Linked DNA regions of Rattus norvegicus: region 1 is linked to region 2. Evidence: chromatin contacts called from public Hi-C data. All regions are on one chromosome and are shown on one strand. Each heading gives the region's core, a stretch centred on a gene start, on an enhancer-like site or on the middle of the called end of the contact. The rest is flanking DNA. Distances are from core to core; before and after follow the strand shown. Region 1 has its middle 120 kb from the start of Noct. Region 2 has its middle 350 kb from the start of Noct.

Region 1 (7,260 bases), core at 1,689-4,188, 230 kb before region 2:
GCAGTCTTGGATGCCATTATACCTCGTAGGTGAGGAACAAAGGGCTGATTTAGTGGGTCTCTTGCTCCATTCCCTTTCAGTGGTCTGAAGACCTGGTCTGCTATGGATCTAAGTACCAATGTGCACAATGTGCATATGCAGGCATGTATGAGTGTATCTGTCTGCTGTCTGTCTATCTATCTATCTATCTATCTATCTATCTATCTATCTATCTATCTATCATCTGTCTGTCTAATTTATCATCTATCTATCATCAATCTATTATCATCTGTATCATATGCATGTATATATCATCTTTCAATAATCTCATCTATATCTATCTATCATTTACATATCATCTACCTTATCATTTATATTTTTGTCATTTAATTATCTATCCATCTATTTATATCATCTATCTACCTATCTACATATCTACAAGTCGTCTACACATCTTCTATTTCTAAGTTTTCTATCATCTATACTCGTCTTTCTCTTTATTGACCTGTCAATCAAAACTTACCTCCCCTCCACCCAAGCATCTGTTCGCTCCTCTGTCTTTTTATTTTACTTGCTTGTTCTCTCTGCCTCTTCTCATTTCCGTCTTGCTGGGCTGAAACTGCTTGTCTTCCTGGGAATGATGAATAATGAATCAGTGTTTCCCCACCTGTGGTCTGTCAATCTTCCTCCTGAGTGGACTGTGAACTGTTAGCTTCATCAAATTAAAAATTCTGGTTCTGCCCTGGAAGATGAGACATTCATCTATAATGGTTCCTAAGGGTTTTCAGAAATTCCAAGAGAGTTGAACAGTACTGCTTGCAATGAGGGCCTCGTCTTCTGAAGGCCCTTGGGGGTTCTCGGTTGTGCTCCTCAAGGAGATGTCCTTAGGTACCTGTTGCATTCAATTTTCTTTGCCTCCTGAGCTGTGGGTGGTTTGGTAGCTGTAGAGTCCTACAACATTCTGAACATAGCATTTTATTAATAACGTGTTTTGATCATGTTCATCCCACACTCCTCCTAACTCCTCCCAGACCTATTCCAACTTCTGGTCCTCAGAAAAAAACAAAACAAAGAAACCGACCCTTTGAGTGCAGTTTGTGCAGCCCATAATGCTCATGGATGTGGTGTCTCCACTGGAGTGTAGCTCATCTTCCAGGAGCCACACCCTCTCGCAGAAGCCATTGACTGTCAATAGGTCCTTAGTCAGTGGTGGACCAGTGGACCTCTTCTCAGTGCATGCTAGAGCATTGACTGGCCTGGCCTTGTTTAAGTCTTGGTGAAGGCAATTGCAACTGCCATGGGTTTGCCAGTGTAAGGATCTCGTCATGCTCACAAGACACTGTTTTGCTTTGCTCCTTCCTGACCCCTGACTCAGAATCTTTTGTCTCATGTTCTGTGCTGGTCCCTGAGTCTGTGTCTCTGTGTCTGTCATCTGTCTGTCTGTCTGTCTGTCTGTCTCTGTGATAGATGTCCCATTTGTGCCTTTGATGAGTTGTGAACTTCTTCATTAACTGTTGTCCACTTCACAAATAAACTCCTCTGACGAGGCCTGGGAGCTGCAGTAATTATGGGCATGGAGATATGAGGTTAGAAGGCAGTTCGATAATCTATCCATTTAGCTAAACAATATCAATAGACCCAGCCCTGGTAGGAGTCACTTGGCAGTTCTCTTAACACTGTATCTTCTTAAGGAGTTTAAAGTTGGAGAAAGGAGACATGGCTGGTTTTGAAAGCAAACATACGCACTCAAGCACAGAAAGATTTTAGAGAGCAAGGCACCCCTGGCTCCCCCAGCTCCGTTTGTGCCCCAAGCCTTAGTAACAGCTAACCTTGAGAGCACTTAGTGCGCTCGGGAGAATTCTACATCTGGCAACATCTTCATTCTGACAGCAGCCCAGTGAGGCACGCCCTTTAGTAGTCCTGCTTTTCAGGACAGGGTGAAGAAAGGACCCTGGTTCTTCTGATGAGGAGGCATACATTCTGTCAGGAGATGAAATAGATGGGGATCATAGAAGTGAATATGCATCCCACCGACCTTTTACTTTCATATTCTCTACTATATTAGAACATAACTAAAAGTGGTTAAAACAGAGCAATAAGCATAACTATGGCAGAGAACCATGATTGCTGAACACACGGACTTTGGGTCGAAGGACGTGGTGGAGGTATGACCACACTCAGCCACTGGCCTGATCTTGAGAGCATCTCTGACACCCGTGGCTTGAACTTTGTATCCTGGATGTTCTGAACCTTGCAATGCCAACAACGCTTTCTCCTCATCTCCAACTCTCTTCCTCACAGATACAAAAGATTGAGGTACCATGGACTGTTCCCATCTGATCTTCCCCTTAAAGTTTAGGGCCGAAGTGTTAGCCAGCTCTTAGATATTGTATAAGAAGACAAAGAATGTCTAAGAAAAAGGGTTGATTTGCGGTCATGGTTTCCATCCATGACCATTTTGCTTTTGGCTTGTGGTCTCATACCGTACCATGGTGGGAACACATGATACAGAAGGTCAGGTTGCCTCACAGCAGCCTGGAAACAGGAAGGAGAGAGGACAGGGTCCTAATAGCACCTGCAAGGGTGTGCTCCCAGTGACCTAACTTCCTGCCACCAGGCCCCCCTTATAACTTACACCACCTCTCTGCAGTGCCACAGGTTTGGGACCTAGCATTCAAATGTGATTCTTAGAACGACATCAGCTAGAACAGAGTTTGGTAGAGAAGGAAGGGAAGTTCATAGATTAAGTCCCCGAGCCTCTGACCACTTTGTTCCTATCCCGTTGGCATGTGTAGGGCTGCAGAGGAAGGGAGGACACAGAGATGCTGCCTCTGTGAGGCCGGCAGGATCCAGGTCACATTCCACCAACCACGGAAGCTGCTGTCTGTTGTGTCCCTGGACAGTCCTAATAATGGCACTTTCATGCAGCCTACATCTGGCTTCTGTTTATAAGCCTTCAAGCCAGAGAGAGCATAGACGAGGAAGGCCCTAGTGGAGGATATTGGCATCAGGATCTAAATGTAGAAGTCATGTGGGGGTGGTTTTGCATATAGCCCTTCATGGTGCCGCTTGGGATCATGTAGGGCTCTTAGCATGGGGCATTTTCAGGCTTTCCTTGTGTATGTACAACACACACACACACACACACACACACACACACACACACACACACACACACACACCAGCTTGCTTCCAGTGGATGAGTAAGCAGGGGCAGCCATGAGATCCAGTTGCAGCTCTCTATGGGAGCCAGTGTGGAAATGTCATGTATCCAGGTCACTGTTTTCAGGCACAACAGTTCTGTGTGGGCCAACGCTGTTTACTGCCAAGTTCATTTAGAACTCTCTGAGCTTTCCCTGCCAGGGCCTCAATCTCTTCAAATTCCTAGAGGAAACCATTGGCGAGGCATGACAGACTTTGAGCACTAGATGGCAGTAAAGGTCCGTGAAACTTTTTTGGTGGCTCTGCGCTCTTTAATTCTCTGCCTTTAGAGGTGAAGAATCCTTGCGGAAGAGAAGAGACCTCGACCATAAATTCCACACGCAATAGCAGGTTCATAATGCACTGGAGTGACTGCATGCTGTATTTTTTCTCTCCGAGAAATAAAATTTCTCTTTCAATGGAGAAGGTTGTTCCTTTACATCTAACATGAGCTAATGTTAAATCTCTCTCTTAAGTAGCAGAGGACGGAGCCTTTAATGTGTGCACTGACCAAGACACCGGGCCTGTGTCTGCAGTGAGATGCAGATTGATGTCTTGAGGGACTGAGCCGGAGTAAGTCATATATTCTGCAGAGAGAGGGCTGTTTCTCCTCTTAATCATGGACATTTGACTTGTCAAAAAAATGTTTTCTCATTGATTGCCTGAGACAGAGTGTGCAGGCTAGAAAGACAAGTTTACCAAAAATCTCCTTCACTTGGAAGGGATGTTAAGGGGAAACCAGTGACTAATATCTTTCATTTAAAACACATTTGCCTGTTGGAGAGTGTGACAGTAACGTGTTGGTGGGACAGAATTACATTTATTTTTATTTTGCTCCTGCTTTTAAACTTCTTTCTTGTATTACCTGAGAAATAGGACTCATGAGCATTAAAATTAATGCTAAAATGAGCAAGCCTATAATACAAGCACCCAGGAGTCAGAGGCAAGAGGATTAGGAGTTCAAAGTCATTTCTGGCTATGTATTGAGATTGAGGACAGCCTGGACTGTATGAGCCCATGCCAAAAAAAAAAAAAAAAAAAAAAAAAAAAAAAGGGACCATTATCAGCAGAATCTATCTGTCCGTCCGTCCATCCATCCATCCATCCATCTGTCTATGTATATATGCCTGTATATATGGATGGATGGTATCATTCATTTATCTACCTCTCAGTTTATTCTCAGTATCAATCCTTTTATCAGTCATGTCATGCAATAAAAGCACTAAAATGTCCTCATTGCGATGTGCTTTTTGGCACCTGGTCGGTGAACTCTTTATCAATTGCAAAATGTGAGATTAGAAAAATAGAAAATCCGTCACAGAGCCCCTAGCATACCCTACACTTAATTCGCGACTGAGTCACGGTTCCTTCGACATGTCTGCCGCGGTGGCTCACAGCTGAGTCCTCGCAATGATTGCTTGGCAGTGGAGCAGGAGGGCAGGTGTCCTGCATGTCACCTCCACTCTGCCATGCCCGGCTCTTGGCATGCCGTCTGCGATGCCGTGGGGTCACTGCCTGCTTGGTGAGTGAATGGCATGGGCCTGGCTGCCAGCCTGGCATGTCAAGAACATGTTCATTTCCACGTTGTGGAGGTGTCGTATTCTGAAGCCTGCTTGTTCTGCGTGGATGCTTCCAAATGCAGAGAGATCTACCTAGAGGCCCCGAAGAGTTGTGATTGGAACAACTAGGATAATCACCGTCATACTTCATTCCCCAAATGGGGACAAATACAAATAGTGAGCTTTTCAAAGAAATCAAGACAAGCTGTTTGAAGAAGAATGTGGCCAGCAGTGTGTGTGTGTGTGTGTGTGTGTGTGTGTGTGTAGGTCCAAGGTTCGTATTATCTGTTTTTGGTTGCTCTTCACTTTACCTCTGGAGACATTGTTTCTCACTGAACTTGGAGCTCATCAACTGGTTAGACTGGCTGACCAGGAAGCCCTGGAGTCCTTCTGTCTATCTGTATCCTAGCACCAGGCTCATAGGAATATGCATCACACCTCATACACATATGTTCTAGGTATCCAGACTCAGGTCCTTGTGCTTCTACAGTAAGCAATTTACCCACTAGGCACATCTCCAGCTTGTGGCAAGTTACTTTTCATAATTTTTAATTTTTACAATTTATTAATAATTTTTGTTTTCTGTGTGTGAGTTGCTGTATCCTACCATGGCTCCAGGGATTTGAACCTAACTGGGATAGCAAAGGAATGAAGGAAAAACAGACAGCTGGGCACACAGGAAAGCTGGGGCAAGATGGACTGGGACCTCTGTTAGAGAGATCACAACATCCTAGAAGCTTAACACGTTTATTATATAGAGTTGAATAGAGAGCTGGGGTTACTGCATACAGAGGAACAAGAAACAGGTTTCCAGGTACAGATAAACAAGGATTCGTGGTCTACAACTGAATCAGGGAGGCAGGTTTAGCTAGCCTCGGTAGGAGCAGTCTCTGTGGGGAACAGTCTTTAGGTCATAACTCTCCAGAGGGAGAAAGCCGAGCTGGACATGTTGTGAACTCACTGTCATTACGAGCACTTGGTCCCTCGTGGAAGGCTTTGCCATCCTTCTGAGCCCAAGACTGTGAAGTCCTTGACAAGGCTGTGCCCATTCACTTAGGACTTCACTAACTCTGGGTTTTTACTGCTCCTAAAATGAGTATTTCATCTCCATGTATGTCTGGAGGAGATCAGAAGAGGCCACGAGATCCCCTGGAACTAGAGTGTCTGTGAGCTGTCAAGTAGGTGTTGAGAACCAAACACTGTCTTGTCTGAGAGTAGCAAGTGCTCTAACCTTCTCAACCATCTCTTCAGCCTCCTCCCCCACCCTCCTCCCCATCCTCCTCCTCCTCCCCATCCTCCTCCTCCTCCCCCATCCTCCTCCTCCTCCCCCATCCTCTTCCTCCTTCACCATCCTCCTCCTTCACCATCCTCCTCCTCCTTCACCATCCTCCTCCCCCACCCTCCTCCTTCACCATCCTCCACCTCCCCCCATCCTCCTCCTCCTCTTCCTCCCTCTTCCTCTTCCTCCTCCTCCTCCTCTTCCTCTTCCTCCTCCTCCTCCTGAAACTCACTTTGTAGACCAGACTGGCCTTGAACTCAGAGATCCATCTGCCTCTGCCTCTCTAGTGCTGGGACTAAAGGTGTGAGCTACCCCGGCTGGCTTTCAGCCTATTTCCTAATACCTGGCTTTTATTACTGTGTTATCTCAAGGAGGAAGCATTTACTTTGCTAATATTCTTGCTTGCCAGAATTTGATGGTGTTTTACCAGTTTCCATAATATTAAGTAGTGATTCCATATTTAGTTCATTTACAAAAGGGATGTCAGTACATCCTGGGCATGCCTTCCTATTTAGAGTCTGAGGTACACTGAGCAGTGACTCTCAATCAGGTAAGAGCAGTGTTTCCTCCTCGTTTCCAGAAATAGAATTTACAGGAAGCAGGTGATTCATCTGGTCTCTACCTGCACCACCCCCTCTTCTCCTCCCTCCCCCTTCAGTCCAGGGAACAAGTGTCTGTTTCTTCTAAATGAGATGACATGGATTCAAGTTTAGGGGAGATGCTTCTGCTCTCTAGGTACCTTAGAGGGGTCTTGTCTCAAAATGAAAACTAAGTAGAAGAGAGTAAAGGAAGGGTTCTGGGACTGGCTCTGTATCCCAACTTGGCAAAGAGAGACCTAAAGTCAAGGCTGAGGGAGGAACTTTTTACTTCCAGTAGGGGTAATGGCTGACCTCTAGTTCCTTTCCCAGCCTAAACAACCCTATCTCTGGAGCCTTCCCATGGTCACTAACTCCCTGCTGGTTGTTCTTTTTTCCTCTTCCCTCCTTTGCACTGGGGATTGAACCCAGACCCTTCCTCATCCCTGTCAGGCACTCGATTACTGACACACTCGGCGTCCCGCTGCCCTCTGCAGTGAAGACTTCAACCTTGGCCCCATGGCTTTTCCAAAGATAGTCTGGGGCTGGCAAGATGGCCACTGAGTCTAACAACCCAAGTTCAATCCCTGGAACCTACATGGTAGAAAAAGAACTGTTTCCTGAACATGTCTGTGTGGGGGGCATGGCCTGTGAATTTGCTGCACAC
Region 2 (7,009 bases), core at 4,060-6,559:
GGATTGATCTGCATTCTTCTACATGTTGCCCTCCAGTTGAACCAGCACCATTTGCTGAAAATGCTATCTTTTTTCCATTGGATGGTTTTGGCTCCTTTGTCAAAAATCAAGTGACCATAGGTGTGTGGCTTCATTTCTGGGTCTTCAATTCTATTCCATTGGTCTATCTGTCTGTCTCTGTACCAATACCATGCAGTTTTTATCACTATTGCTCTGTAATACTGCTTGAGTTCAGGGATAGTGATTCCCCCTGAAGTGAGAGGAAATCTTAAACAGAGAAAGAAAACCTCCGAGATTTTGGTTTTCAGTGGGGTTTAGAAAAAAAGCCAAAATTTTCTTTAAAAACAAAACAAAACAAAACAAAACAAAACGAAACAGAAAACCATTTACTGGAGGTGTCCCAGCAAGTGAGAGAGTTTGTACCACAAGCATAAGGACCTCAGTTTAAATCCCATGAACCCACATAAACAAATCAAGTATTTATGGGAGCTAGCGTGGGGGTTGGCAGGAGGCTCAGGGGCTTGCTAACTGCCACCCTTGCCCCAGGCTTAGTGAGAAACTCTGTCTCAAGTGATTAAAGGTGGTAAGTGACTGTCCTGATGCTTGTTCTGTTGTCAAGGCTGGCCCTGAACCCAGAGGTCAGCCACCTCTGCCTCCCAAGTGCCAGGACTAACGGCCTGACCCACTGCACCCAGCTTACTTTGCACTTATAAATATCAAAATAAAGACTGGACATCAGTGGAATGTCCAATGCCTTCATTCTAAAAGAGAACAATCCTCCATGCCCCTTCGGTTGCTGGGGTTCCACTGTAGTCTTTTGACAGAGCCAGCCCGGAAGAGACAGTGCTCAGAGGTCAGTTCAAAGGCACGATTTCCTGTTGCAAGTCGTACTCTGCTCGGCTTATCCTCTTAGGGGAGAGAAGTCGGGGTTATGAAGGCTTTTCCACTGCATTATATGGCCTTCTGTGTTAGACATCTCTCTCTATATGTGTATACACACATACCATATCTCCCATATATGTGTGTGTATGAACACACCATGTCCCCCATAGATAAGTGTGTATGCACACACCGTGTCCCCTTTATATTTGTGTACTCACACGTACATATATGCATATAAGCAAAGAGGTTCTGGTCCATCTGGAAGATATGCAGGTCACGAAGTCCATTTTAGTGGAGCAATCTCTCATTTTCAAGCCTATTTCTGTGCCAATTGTCTGTGATTTGTTAAATCACGATGATCCAAAGAAATTAGAAGCAATTAAAATCATTGCCAGTCACCTTCCACACTGTAGTTCATCATTCTGGGATCGTTTGTGATAAATCCTTAATAACATCTCCTCTAGGGAGACACATTCCGGGCCCTTTGTTCTTTTACTGGTGGTCAGCACTTGTAGCCATAAAGTTTGTTGCATTCTTTTCTTACCCCAAAACTTCACTGACTTGGTGTCTGGTCATTATATATTGTCACTTCTTCAACCCCAATTCTCTTCAGAAATGATGTGGAGACTGTATGCGTTTCTCATGGGCTGTTGGATCACATCCCCCTGCTCACCCCCGACCCCCACCTCAGTGACTTAGAAAGCTCCAATCCAGTGTAGTTCTCCTCTGCAGCCTGAGGTCCAAAGTGGCTCTTGGAGAGCTGGGAGGCTGGCTCAGGAGTTATGAGACCCTGTGCAGAGACCCGAGTTTGGTTCACAGCACCCACATGCCAGCACACAACAGCCCATCACTCCAGCTGCGGAGGACTGAGACTCCCCTGGCTTCTGAAGGCATTGCAGTCATGTGCACATGCCCCTCCATTCACAGAAACGTAATTAAAGACAAAACATTTAAGAAACCTGAAACCATCACTGTCGCCTTCTAGAAGACTATGAGCACACTAGAGGTTGGTCACGTCCAACCTTTCCCAGTTCCTAGAAGACGCCCATGTCCCTTGGATGGACATTCTCCCATCTTGCAGTCGGTTCCTCTTCAGAGTCTCCTGCCTCTGTCTTAGAAGCATCTGGCATTAACAGACCTCATGGCCTATCTCTTCAGGTTTTCCAGGACATGGTACCATATCAGTCTATAACAGTTGCAGAAGTCTCTTCACTGGGTTGCAGAGCCTATTCCCAGGTTCTAAGGATTAGGGCAGAGACATCCTGGGGTGGGTGGGTGGGGAGCAGGAACAATTATTTTGCTCACCATAGGAATAAAAGGGAAAGACTTCTTGTAAATAAGCAATACCAACACACATTGGGTGCTCCCTTCCTTGCAGATTTTTTTTTTTGTCCCATGTAGGCTTAAAAATGAATGTCCGTTCAGCTGTAATCCTTACGATTTATCTCGTGTGTATTGGAAATACACGGACGAGGTTGGATAGGATGAAGTGTTTACCCTTTAACCACCCTTTAAAGGTCACGTGGAGAACAGAACTGATTTTAAATGAGTTTCCCACACAGAGCAATGAAGATGAGAGAGAAAGTGGGTTTCAAGATGACAGGAGCCAGACACAACTGGAAGAGAGCTGGCCAAGATATTAGCTGATTCAGGAAAGTTCTAATCCTACCTTTGAGAGGACACTTGGTTTGATTTATATTTATGTAGTTCACTAATACAAAACAAAACACAACAAAACAAAAGTCCCCCAAACCCACCAGTCTTCCAAACCATTTTGTCACTAAGTTTGCAATTTGTGTCTCTTTGCGGTAGGCAGGTCCTCAAAGCCAAGAGCCGGTGTCTCCCAGGTAAATTCCCTTTCCCGGACTCTTTGCTGTCAGTGGGTGGTGGTGACTAAGAGCCCACTTTCAGAGATATATTGAAATTCTATATCAAGCTAAAGGATGCCCTGTGATATTCAATTTCTCTTCCAGAACAAACAGACTTGACATGGTTCAAGTATCTGTCCCCTGAATAAAACAAAAAGCCCTTCAGCTAGAGTCACCCATGCTTCTAGGCCTTCCCTGCAGTGGTTCTTAGATTTTCTTGATGGCTGGGCAGGTTTTCATTTCCATGGTAGTCTGTTATTAAGTCAAGGATGCGGGGTGGGGAGGTTCCAGGGATCCCAGCTTGGAGAAGCAGGGCACCACCTTTCTGTGTACAGGTATGAAACTTTTCCACGGCTGTTTCTCTCTTTCGCTTTTTGGCACATCCCGCTGGTGAGTGCTGGCAGAGTGGATGGGTAGCACAGAAACAGACCCTCTGTCAACATTGTGCAGTTTCCTTCAGGCAAAACACAACCTTTTCCATCTCCTGCAAAGGAAGTAGAACCTGCTGGGCCTGGCACGGCTTAACCATGCTAGCCCGGGTACGGACAGTCGCACTGCAGCTGGGCTTGGCAAGGCCAGAGGACACTCCATATCCACCATGGCCTGGAACAGGACCCAGCGACAAGTGGTTGTAGATGAACGGTAGAGGCAGACAATGGCTGCCTAAGAAAGGGAGGGAGCAGGAGGAGTGGCTGAGACCAGCAGGTAGTTCTGGGAACAACAAAAGGGAGTATCAGTCAGTTTGAATTTTCTCCTCTCCTTCCCCCTTCTCTTCCCTGGTTCCCTTTTCTTCATTCATCTCCCCTCCCCTTCCCTTCCTCCTCCCCTTTCCCTTCCCCTCCCCTCCCCCTCTGCCTTTTTTATTTCTCAGTCTCCCATCCTGGTTCTCTTTGGTTAGGTCCCTTTCTTTCAAGGGAAAAAGAATGCTCTGCAGGTATCTGCAGGCTCTCCTCAGATCCGGCGAATGTCACCACAGAATGAGTTGGTTGATATTTTGTACTTATGGACTTTCAGAAGTATTATCATTGGGGCTGCAAATTCATTAATAATTATCACCAGCAATTACCAAGAGGTGGTGAGGACTTTTGTTGATGGTTATCAGTGTTTACTGGTTGGACCCTTGGGCTGCCAGGCAATATCTTTTTAATTTGATAGAATCAGAGGAAAGTAATGATTGTGTACACGAGTATGCGTGCATGTGTGCATGTGCGAATGCATGTATATGTGTGTGTGTAGTTATTCTGCAGCCTTGTGATATTTGAAAAATCTCAGAATAACAGTATCTTCTTAATGGAGATTAAGAATCTTATTAAACATTACTCAGTGGTTTTTAAAGTTTTGGGTGCAGTAAGTCATGGCGACCTTGGTAAAAGCACAGAACTTCTAAGTCCTATATTCAGAGCTTAGCACTCGGTAGCTCTCTGGATGACCCCCCTCAAAAGTGCACTTCCACATGTTCTCATGTTGTTAATACATCAGGGATGGGTTGGTGGCTGGACCCAGATTGGTGGTGAAGCAAACTGCCCTGTGAGCTCTCCACTTGTCCTGCAGCACAGTGCTTCCCGTTCAGTGCTTGTCTCTAGCCCGGGAGTTTTGTTTTCACGTAACCCGGGAAGGAGCCGTTCCACATCTCAGTGTTTCACCTGCATTGCTATTTTCAGAGCGTTGGGTTTCAGTTTATTCCCCGGTACGAGAATCGAAGGATGAACTGAAATCAAATACATTTGTCTGGGAGTGGGATGTCTGTCAGGCATTGATCTCCTTGAGCTGGCGCTCTCAGTGAACGCCTCCCCAGTGAGAATCCCAGTCAGGATTCGAAAGGTTACACGGAATAGGCCTGATTTCTGAGCTTCTCTGGGGAGATCACTTAATTCATAAAGCAAAAAGTGGAGAAAGCCGCCACATACCCACCACTCACCCTCGTTAAATAACCAGCGCACGGTTCCTGTTAGAGAAGAAAATAACGTGTTGATTAGCGTGTAAGCCAGAAAATACCCCCGAGCGGTGAATCTTTAAAGATGAAATAGTTGCACTTTGGAAGATGGAAAAATGGCAAAATGAAATCCGGGCTTTGCGATGGCTGGGTTTCTGCGTGCGCGCTTATGGCATTCAGCCACGAGGGGGCAGCATTGCACTTTGGTTGAAAAACGGTCTGCCAGAAAGGCAGCCCTTTAAAGGAACATAACATCTACGTGAGCAAAGCTAAAAACCAGAACATTAGCAAGCACCAGAAAACCAACAACACAGAACCCAACTGTCTTTGTTATAATGTGCCGTCTTCGCTTCTCCTGTGTACGGAATTTAATATTGTAGTATTAAGACTTTCTGGGCCATATCACGTCAGTTCATAAATACATGCTTAGGGGTGATGGTGGGTACGCAGTGAGATTATTTTTTCTACCTTCCGCTTTTGTTTGCCTTGCCTTTCTCAGCTTACCATCCTTGCTGCCAAAGACCTGCTCTCCTACACTCCTTCCTCCAAGGCAGAGCTCAGACCTTCGGTGGACGGCCCCTTGGTGTGGCCAGTGATTTTGTGGAGTTGAGTGGAAGCTGGCTGAGCTTGGCTAGAAAGTTACTCTTTTCCTTTTTGTACAAAACTAGGTTTTTAATTTTCATGGTTCTGGCCCTTCCCTAGGGGTTGTAGTTAGGGATACACTTTCAGAGGAGTCAAACCATCGCTTTGCAGGGAGTATTTGCGTCTTTGAAATGGACCTTTAAGTCACACTGAGGACAAATCCAGTTTAGGGGTGAAGTCCCTTGCTCAGATAGATTCAGGACAGTGAGTGCCTGGTGTTGAAGGTGCATTTGTTGAGTGAATGAGCCCCATTTCAACACTCACACCATGATCCCATGATCGATTGACACACCCTTCGCCCACCTTGGATTTTCTTGGATTAGTGACAAATGTGAGACCGCACACTTGCCCTTCTTCCTGTCTCTACCATTGTTCACTTTCTTTCTGGGTTTGCAGAGTCACCGTGACCAAGAGTTTCTTAGGGGAAAAAAAGTTATTTTTGTTCCTCTGATAACTGCATACAAATTTCCATACAATTACAGTGTTGATCCTGCCTTTGTGCCGGGATTTCACAAAGACCACGTTAAAGTTTCCCCTCTGCCTGGTGGTTTTACTACTTAGCTTCTTCCTCCCCACCCTTTTCTTCTCTTCTTGTTGGGAAACTTGACTTTGAGCAGGGGCAGAATCATGAACAGGGCAGGGAATAACAGGCAGCAGGAAGATTAATTACCCTCCTTGGAATCTAACTTGACTGGGCAAGGTGAGACAGTTCAATTATGTAATCATGTTGGCAGTCTTGGCTTCCCAGGCCCTGGGTGTTAGGACTACCCTTTTCCTGCATTTTAATTTGTATGAGGAACTCGCTCTGCTCCTTCTAACTCTCCAGTGAACCCTCAGGCCATGGGAAAAGAGCTGTCAGTTCTGGCAGGAGGTGCTCCAATCTCTGGCATCTCTGCACTCCGAGAGGGTTTCTGGGTAGAGTCTCAGAGTCTTGTTGGAAGCCATGGTCGGGCTGCCTGGCTGCGTCCCTTGGGTCATGTGGATTCTCTTTCTCTAACACCCAGCTTTTTAAGGCTTTCTCCTTTGCCTGGAGAAAGGCTCCCCATTGATGCTACAGGTCAGGGAGCCTCATTAGACGGGAATACATTAGAGGTGAGATGTGTAGCAGATCCTTCTATGATGATTGAGATGTTATCATCTGCTGTGTCCAACACGGTGGGCAGTGACCAAATGTGGCCATTAGCACCTGAACCGTGGCCAGTGCAATTAAGGAACAGAATTTTTAATTAGAATTAATGTAAAGTTCAACAGTTATCTATGGCCAATGGATGCTCTATTGGCCAGTGAAAGACTGGGCTGTAACCATAAAGTCCATGGGAGATGCCGTTCTCTCTCTCTCTCTCTCTCTCTCTCTCTCTCTCTCTCTCTCTCTCTCTCTCTGGCTTGATTGTTGTACTATCGTATAAAAGACTGCCCCATCACAATCTCAATTTTGCTAGTGTTAGCTTTTTTTTGACCACACCCTCTTGTTTTTCACTGCCTCTACCTACCCCCATATCAAAGATACACCTTAGTCATGAATTACCTTACAAGAAGGGACAGCAGAATGGAGTTTTCACATTCTGCTATGAGTCCTTATCTCTTGGGTTGGTCAATGACTGGAATCCTAGTGAAAGGCACACTGTCCCCAAATGCAATGTTAGGTAGACCAGTTATCTTGGGGAAGGACTGGGTCATCTGCTGT

What was found. Hi-C and Micro-C count contacts between places; a contact is called where the count stands out from the background.
Region 1: a Hi-C map of kidney shows a contact between it and region 2, with 6 times the contacts expected there. The contact joins two enhancer-like sites. A contact is called at or near these places in 6 of 12 Hi-C or Micro-C datasets (the A7r5 cell line, the Rat2 cell line, Schwann cells and 3 more).

Annotation. Positions count from the first base shown.
Region 1 is chr2:137,297,484-137,304,743 of GRCr8, reverse strand. No RefSeq gene overlaps it. Among named protein-coding and RNA genes, the nearest start is that of Noct, 120 kb to the left of the region's middle. Within about 2 kb of position 2,938, at least 18 of the 93 cell types and tissues checked have an H3K27ac peak or open chromatin away from gene starts, as enhancers often do.
Region 2 is chr2:137,068,086-137,075,094 of GRCr8, reverse strand. No RefSeq gene overlaps it. Among named protein-coding and RNA genes, the nearest start is that of Noct, 350 kb to the left of the region's middle. Within about 2 kb of position 5,309, at least 8 of the 93 cell types and tissues checked have an H3K27ac peak or open chromatin away from gene starts, as enhancers often do.